2 separate regions of the Mus musculus genome follow, and region 1 is linked to region 2. Evidence: chromatin contacts called from public promoter capture Hi-C data. All regions are on one chromosome and are shown on one strand. The core of a region is the stretch at or near the end of the contact, and the rest is flanking DNA. Distances in the headings are between cores, read along the strand shown. Region 1 holds the start of Blm (Bloom syndrome, RecQ like helicase). Region 2 overlaps Blm (Bloom syndrome, RecQ like helicase).

Evidence for each region. Promoter capture Hi-C pulls out the DNA fragments that hold promoters and counts their contacts.
Region 1: a promoter capture Hi-C map of the HPC-7 cell line shows a contact between it and region 2, with 4 times the contacts expected there. The contact joins the promoter of Blm here to the enhancer-like site in region 2. A contact is called at or near these places in 8 of 39 promoter capture datasets (the 3T3-L1 cell line, 3T3-L1-derived adipocytes, the HPC-7 cell line and 5 more), 1 of 15 datasets of contacts at CTCF or cohesin (CD8 T cells), 12 of 484 Hi-C or Micro-C datasets (the G1E-ER4 cell line, the HL-1 cell line, the HPC-7 cell line and 7 more), 10 of 115 datasets of contacts at active chromatin or transcription factors (CD8 T cells, the HPC-7 cell line, the SCID.adh cell line and 5 more) and 4 of 9 other capture datasets (adipose tissue, liver, macrophages and 1 more).

Annotation. Positions count from the first base shown.
Region 1 is chr7:80,533,687-80,537,696 of GRCm38.p6, reverse strand. It overlaps Blm (Bloom syndrome, RecQ like helicase), which reads left to right and starts at 2,578. Exons shown (of 22, transcript NM_001042527.2): 1 at 2,578-2,654.
Region 2 is chr7:80,493,749-80,497,503 of GRCm38.p6, reverse strand. It overlaps Blm (Bloom syndrome, RecQ like helicase), which reads left to right. Exons shown (of 22, transcript NM_001042527.2): 9 at 1-99; 10 at 1,401-1,514; 11 at 2,973-3,071; 12 at 3,254-3,402. Among named protein-coding and RNA genes, the nearest start is that of Blm, 39 kb to the left of the region's middle. Within about 2 kb of position 2,108, at least 38 of the 459 cell types and tissues checked have an H3K27ac peak or open chromatin away from gene starts, as enhancers often do. A contact at or near this core is called in the G1E-ER4 cell line, the HPC-7 cell line, LSK cells and 3 more, where this site is marked.

The sequences.
Region 1 (4,010 bases), core at 1,329-3,828, 40 kb before region 2:
GCGTGCTGGTCTTTCACTTGCCCTCAGATCAGGGCACCTTCTCTGCAGTCTTTTCTGGTCCTCCACATCTGCATTTGCATCCCTGTTGTGATAGCATAACTTGAGCTAGCATGTTCATGACATTGATTGGTACTGTTTTGTTTTGGGACAGGGTCTGGCTACATACCTCAGGCTGACCTCAAATTGGAGATCTTCCTGCATCTGCCTCCCGAGTGTTTCAATTATAAGCATGCACCACCACAGCTAACTTGTATTGCTACTATGAATATTAACTTATGTATTGTCCCTCTCGACAGACTGAGCCCAGATGTATTGTAGTTCTTCAGGGCCCATCTAGCACAATGACTTGACTAGGGACAGAGAAGTGAAGATAAACGAAAAAGGAGAATGTGACATGCAGGCACATTTAGCTAAGTGTTCCTTCAGGAAGTTGTGAGCATCACACTTACTGCCTGGGTGCGACCACTTGAGTCCCAGTGTTGTTGGTTCTACTCTTTTTGGTAGATTGTTCATATCTTCTTCTTACCTCTATTCTGTATGCTTTTCCATTTGCTATTTAAAAACTGCTTAATTATTGGGGTCTGGTGCTGCAGGCATGCTCCTTGGAAGGCAAGGGCATTAAAATTTCAATGCATAGCTGGGTAGTTGTGTTAACCACCTTTAATGCCAACACTTGGGAGGCAGAGGTAAGTGGATCTCAGAGTTCAAAGCGAGGCTGATCTACAGAGTGAGTTTCAGGACAGCCAAGACTACACAAAGAAACCCTGTCTCAGAAAGAAAGAACAAACAAAAGAGAGAAAGAAGAAATGAGGAGGAAAGGAAGGAAGGAAGGAAAAAGAAAAGGGAAAAAGAGAAAAAAAAGGAAGGAAGGAAGGAAGGAAGGAAGGAAGGAAGGAAGGAAGGAAGGAAATTTCAAGGCATGCCTGCACTTCCTAGCACTCAGAAGGCAGAGGCAGGCAGATGTCTCTAAGTTTGAGGCCAGCTTAGTCTACATAATTAAGTAACAGGCTAGCTAGGGCTACATAGACGCAGCTTTAAAAACATTTTATCAGTTTGTCAGCAGGATGCCTAAAGATGCAGACACATATAGATAGTAAGAAATTTACAATAATGAAACACATGAGTCTAGTCATCATCTGCAGCTATACTTCCTTGGTTTTTGTAACTCATAATAGTTTAGCACAAATGCAATATATAGAACTTGCATATTGTATTTTGGATCTCTAGGTATTTTCACTATATGTGTCCTCTAACCCACAACTCTCCACCAGTTTTCTCTAGATATGAATATTTAAATTTTATAAAGATCCCACATATAAGATCATGCAATAATAATTTACTGTGTCTGGCTTATTTCACTTAGCATAATGTCCCTAAATGGAAAGATCTGGTTCTTTTTACCAGGCTAATTACTATTCTGATGTGCATTTCCCGTCTTTCTCCTGACAGCTTATTTTCATATCTTGGCTATTGTGGATTATGCAGCAATGAACAAGGGAAAGCTGATAGCTTTAGGAAGTTATTTATTAATTTTCTTTGGGTATATGTCAGAGGAGATGTTTCTGGGTCATGAGGTAACTTTTAGTATCTTTCAAATCCTTTGTACTGTTTTCCATATTGTTGTAACAGTTTGAATTTACTCCTTAAAAGAGGGAAAGGGTCCGGCAGTGGTGGCATACGCCTTTGATCCCAGCACTTGGGAGGCAGAGGCAGGTGGATTTCTGAGTTGGAGGCCAGCCTGGTCTACAGAGTGAGTTCCAGGACAGCCAAGGCTATACAGAGAAACCCTGTCTCAAAAAACCAAAATAAATAAATAAATAAATAAATAAATAAATAAAATAAAAAGAGGGTAAGGACAGATGACAGGGTTGGAAGAGAAAAAAATTAACAAGAGCCCACTTTGGTGGAATATGTAATCCTAGTATTTGGGAAGTGTAAGTAGGTGGATCGGGAGTTCAAGGTCAGCTTCTCCTACACAATTTGGTGGAGGTTTGAGGCCAACCTGGGCTATGTAAGGTCCGGTCTCAAAAAAACTAAAAGTTACAAAAATAGAAGATCAGGCATCACCGGGCTGCATTCATGGTGGAAGCTACCCACTAGAACTGAAGCTTCACCCTCGGCATCTGCATGCCAGCTGAAGTATCTGAGCTTGCGACCGATTAATGACAGTCAGCAGTGGAAGAACCGCCGAAGTTTCACAAGAATAGAGGGTGAGATCCAAAAGAAGAGGCCCACAGACGCTTCGCCTGATTTACCGGAACTAGCAAGCCTCGGCTGTCTTCAAACATCACAAAATCTCTACCATGCCACAGACTGGGCTTCAGGCGCCTTTCCCTACACTAGGAAAACAAAAAACAAAAAACAAAACAAAGCCTTACTACGCCGGAAGCCAGGTAGTTTGCCATAATCACCTGACCGGTCAGCTGCATTCGGATTGGGCTTTAGTAGTACGTGCTCGGGGGATACCGCCCCAGCAGCTCTAGGGGCGGGGCCAGGAGCCAGAGGCCACGGTATTGGTTAGATCCTTCAGGGATTACCCAATCAGAATCATCCTTCTTGCCGCGCAGAGCGTGCGGCGCGGGGCGCAGGAGGGCCGTGTCGGCGCGCGGAGTTTGGATGGTGGTTCCGCCCGGCGCGACGTAAGCCTGAGTGAGGTGAGTTCGGCGCGCGCTGGGTTGCGGTGGCTCCGCCGACTAACAGAGCCCGAGGCCTTGGCCATTTCACCAGTCATCCGTCCCAGGTTCTCCGAGCCTCGCTTGTGGCGAGAAGCCCAGACCGGAGTAGAGACCTGGTGACCCAGAAAAGGCCATGTCAGGCGGCCGAGGCTCGAGTCTCACTGTCCACACTTTCCTTAAGGCCTTGATTGTCATACGCGAGAAATTAGCTCATCTGCTTCCCGTAGTTTGTGTAGTGCTGCAACGACCCCTCGTAGCAATGCATGCTTTCGAGACGCCAGAAGAGGTGGAGGTGCCCTGTTTTTAATCGGAGAAGCAGGAGCTCAGACCTCGTTTGCCGAAAGGGCGCGCGGGCTTGGATGCCAGATGAGGTTTGAATAGGACCTGCCCAGCTCTGAAGCCTATCTCACTGCCCCAGGCTTCCTCCCAGTCCCTCTTAACTGTCATAGGTTACCGGGTGAGGGTGACTGAGATGAACCTGCCATCTTCCGGTGTCGCCTTTAAATACACAGCTCTCCTACCTCAGCAAGGGGTAGGGGTGGGAAAGACTGATCGAGAGATGACAAGATGGAGGAGAAGGAGAGAGGCAGACGCCTGGGGAGTAATACATTTAATTGAGCTTGGAAGGAACTTGTCTCAGCCATCCAGTGCTGAGTTGACGTCACACCGTCTCAGCCATCCAGTGCTGAGTTGACGTCACACCGGCTTGAGTCAACATTTTGTTAGCCTGACTGCTATTCTGTTTGGATGTCACTTTAACTTTGCTTGGATGAAGTGGGATTTTTAGGTTCCCAAGATAGGGATTTAGTACCAGTTTGTTTGTTTTGGATCTTGTAGTCCCGTCTGGCCTCAAACTTGTAGAGCTGAGGGTGACTTTGGACTCCATGATCTTTTCAGCCTCAACCTCTCAAGTGCTTGAGTTACAGACCCATGTCACCATCCCTGTTATTTAAAGTGTATATACTGTGAAATATGTACTTCTGCAAAAGAGACTCACAGATTTCTCTGTGTAGCCCACTGTAGACCAGGCTGGCCTCGAACCCTGATTCCACTGCCTTTCCCTCCTGAGTGCTGGAATTAAAGGCAATGGCTGCCACTGCTGGACAGAATGTAGCATCTTAAACTTGGTTGAGGGACATGCTCTATTTTCTAAATTTTTACCTTTTGTCAGGAATGGAGATAGGAGTATGTTCTTGTCCATGTTTGTGTGTGTGTGTTAATGTGCAAGAAGACCAGAGGTACCTTCTGCAGTTGTCTTCCATCTTAGTGTTTGGGGCAGTCTCACTGAACCTGGAACTTACTGATTAAACTAGCAAGCCTCCCAGGACTGGCATT
Region 2 (3,755 bases), core at 859-3,358:
TACCAGCTCCCTGCCTGTGTTTCTCCTGGGGTCACAATTGTCATTTCTCCCTTGAGATCACTAATAGTAGATCAAGTCCAAAAGCTGACTTCCTTTGATGTAAGTTATTACATAAAACTATTAATAAAAATGCACCTTAGAAACACATGCCAGTATGCTAGGAAATCTTATTAACTATTGTTTAAATTATTAAAATAATTATTCTGGGTATATAGCTTCATGGCAGAGTGTTTGCCTAACATACTGCAAAAAATAAATAAATTAATTAATTAATTAAATAAAGCATACAGTTAAATTAAGCTGTAGAGTTAAGTACATGTGTTAAAACATTGTGATTCAAATAGCCATCTGTAATTCAAAGAATGTATTTTATTAAGAACTCTTAGCCTACATTTTCCTGATGTGGGTTTTGGGGTGGTTTGTTTGTTTGTTTTACTATAAATAAAGGGATTTCTTTTTTTGGCTAGTGATCATCATAGTTCTCTTTCCTATGCACATGTGTGTGCCTGTACACCTGTCTTTTTCCTCATTGCTGAGTTGAGGAATTATGACTGCTGCACTCTATAAGGTTAATCATTGCAAAGAGTTGGCTACAGGGTTACGAATCATACCATCTCAGTGTGACAGCTGGTTTGACTTTTCTTCTAAAGAATGTCATTGCAGTGTTGATAACCATTGCCCAGCTGTTCACCTTGTTCTAACCAACAGTTACCATCACAGCAATGAGACCTGTAAACGTAGCCAGGCCGACCATTGTGGTGCAGACCTTTAAGCCTCAGCACTTTCAGAGGCAAAAAGAGGTTCCTCTCTGTCAGTTAGAAGCAAGCCTGGCATACAAGCAAATTTGGGGCCAGCTCCAGTTACACACACAGACAACATGGTCTTTTTTACAGATAGAGGAGATGAAACATAGAAAATGGAACAGTGGAGAGCCTTTTGTAGTTTTTCTTGACACAGAAGCATCTTGCCATAGCACAGGCTAGCTTCAGATTTGCCGGATGGCAAGGCTGCCTTGAATTCCTAAACCTCCTTTCTCATCCTCCTGCCAGCTAGGATTCCTCATATGTATGCCACCACACCTAAGTGGGAAAGCTATTTTGAGTTGCATTTAATGTTAATTTTTAAAAATATGTGTACTAGCTAGATGTGACACATGCCTATAATTACCAGTACTTTAGAAGCTGAGGGTACAGGAGGGTCACAAGTTTGAGACTCAAAAGTGAAACTCTTGACTCAGAAAACAAAACTTAAAAATAAAAATGGTGCATTGATTGTTATGGTGAGGTATTTGTTTCTTTTGGAAAGTGTGATATATGACTTATAAAATATGAAACCTAAGCACGATCATATCTGATTAATGTATAAATAAAATGAAATTTAAATTATTACTCTTAACTTAGATTCCAGCTACATATCTGACAGGGGATAAGACTGACTCAGAAGCTGCAAATATTTACCTCCAATTATCCAAAAAAGACCCAATCATCAAGCTTTTGTATGTTACTCCAGAGAAGGTTCGTATTTATCTCACTCTCTTCAGTGTAATATTGCAACGCACTCAAATACATATATTTGAAGAACTTGGTGATAATTTTTATATACATTAATGAATTCTTGTATAACCTTCACTCCAGACCACAGATGGTAAAGTCTTCTCTGCCTCCTGTGTTGTTTGTTCTTTCTCCAGTTTGTTGTGAAACACTTAATTGACAGTGAGTTGCAGATCTGCCATTTTACCTCTCCTTTACCTCACTCTGCATTTCCTGACTGTATAGCACTCCCTTAGGAACCACTGTAATTTACCCGTCAGGAAATGTACAGTGACACATACTGTTACTTAAGCCATTAACCTTTCAGTAATGACCTTTGTAAAAAAGGGAAAAAAAGAAAACCCCTATTTCATCTCCTATCTAAACAGTTTCATTATTTTGACATTTTGAAGCATAAGGGCCAGTTTTGGGGACTGTGCCTCAATTTGAATTTGCCTTGTTTCCTGCTGATTAAATCCCTATTCCTCACGTTGGCAGGGATGCCACAGATGTGCTGTGTGCTATCAGAAGACAGTTGGCAGTGACTCATCCCATTACCAGTGGTGGTCACTGGCCAATCACTCGATCAAAATAGCATTGCCAGGCTGCTGCTCGCTGGGCTTAACGTTTCCTTCCCCTTCCAGCTGCCTAGTGAGCAGTTGCTCTGTTGTAGGAGGTCTCAGACTGTACAGACACCGTGGCAGACATCAGAGCCTCCCCACAAGCTTTAGCATCGTTGATGATTTGTTTCTTATTATTACTATGATGAGTGCCAGGTTGAGTTTACTGATACAATCCATCCTGGCTTTATGAAAGCCTTGCCTGATGCTGCGTATTTATCAGTGTGAACTTGTGGGTTCTTTATTAGTTTAGTAAATTATAATCATTTTCACTATGTATTTTGATGTTCTAATTGCCTATGTTCAACCAGTGAGGACGCTTCATCAACCTGACTTCTGTGTCTTATGTCCCTGTTAAGATATGCTTGTTATTGGCACATAGCTATCTATATGTGTAATACATAGAGTTCTTCCCCAATAGTATGCACATACCAAACACACATCTAAACTCCCGTTATCAGGCTGGCGGTTGCTCATGGGGAATGTGCCTAAGGACCTAGAACCAACCACCTTAACTCTGAATTCACGCATATACATCATTGTGTGCACAGACCCACCCTACACATGCACAAACACAAAATGAATACATGTAAAAAAATGTAAGTCCTGTAACCAGAGTAAACATGTGGTAACTCTCAGAGCTACTAGCCTGATAAGTAAAGCTGTTGGATGTGGATGAGGGCATTGAAGTGTCTGGATTGCCCTTTGCTTTTCTGCTCTCTTCACAGACTGAGGACAGAATCACTCGTGTGTGAGTAGTTCTAACAGGGAGTGACGATATTCATTCAGATGTGTTTACATCTCTCGTGTATCTCTATTCTAGGTCTGTGCAAGTAACAGGCTGATTTCTACTCTGGAGAATCTGTATGAGCGGAAGCTCTTGGCACGTTTTGTCATTGATGAAGCGCATTGTGTGAGTCAGGTAAGTTTCTCTTGGGATATCAGTGTGTTTATACCACCAGTAGTGCTCAGAGCCACAGCACTGAAGAACAACCCACAGTGGCTGACTGATCGCTCTGCTGCTTCACTGGAGAATAAAGTGCATCTTATATATCGACCCGAGAGATACAAATAACCTGAAAGCAACATTTTTTTTCCAATTAGTGGGGTCATGATTTTCGTCAAGATTACAAAAGGATGAATATGCTTCGCCAGAAGTTTCCTTCTGTTCCAGTGATGGCCCTCACGGCCACAGCGAACCCCAGGGTCCAGAAGGACATCCTCACTCAGCTGAAGATCCTCAGACCTCAGGTGTAAGTCGGTGAAGGTTGTGGGTTCCATTTTCTGATTCTGTACATTAGCATCACCTGTAGGGCTTTATCAAGCCAAGTGTCCAGATGTGCCCAAGGACAGCTAAATCAGAATATTTGAAATTGGAAGAATTTTTTTTTTTTTATTCTCAGTGCAGTAAAATTTGGGAACAAAATCTGGGTTTTTTTCTTTACTTAATAAAAGAACAACTCTAGAGCACTCTAGACGGCAGCACACATAAAGGCGCCTGCAGCCAGGGCTGACCGCCTGAGGTCAGCCCCTGGTATCTTTGAGAGAGAGAGAACTGGCACCTTCTGCCTGTTGCCCAAGCAAGCCCTGATAAACAAGCAAATAA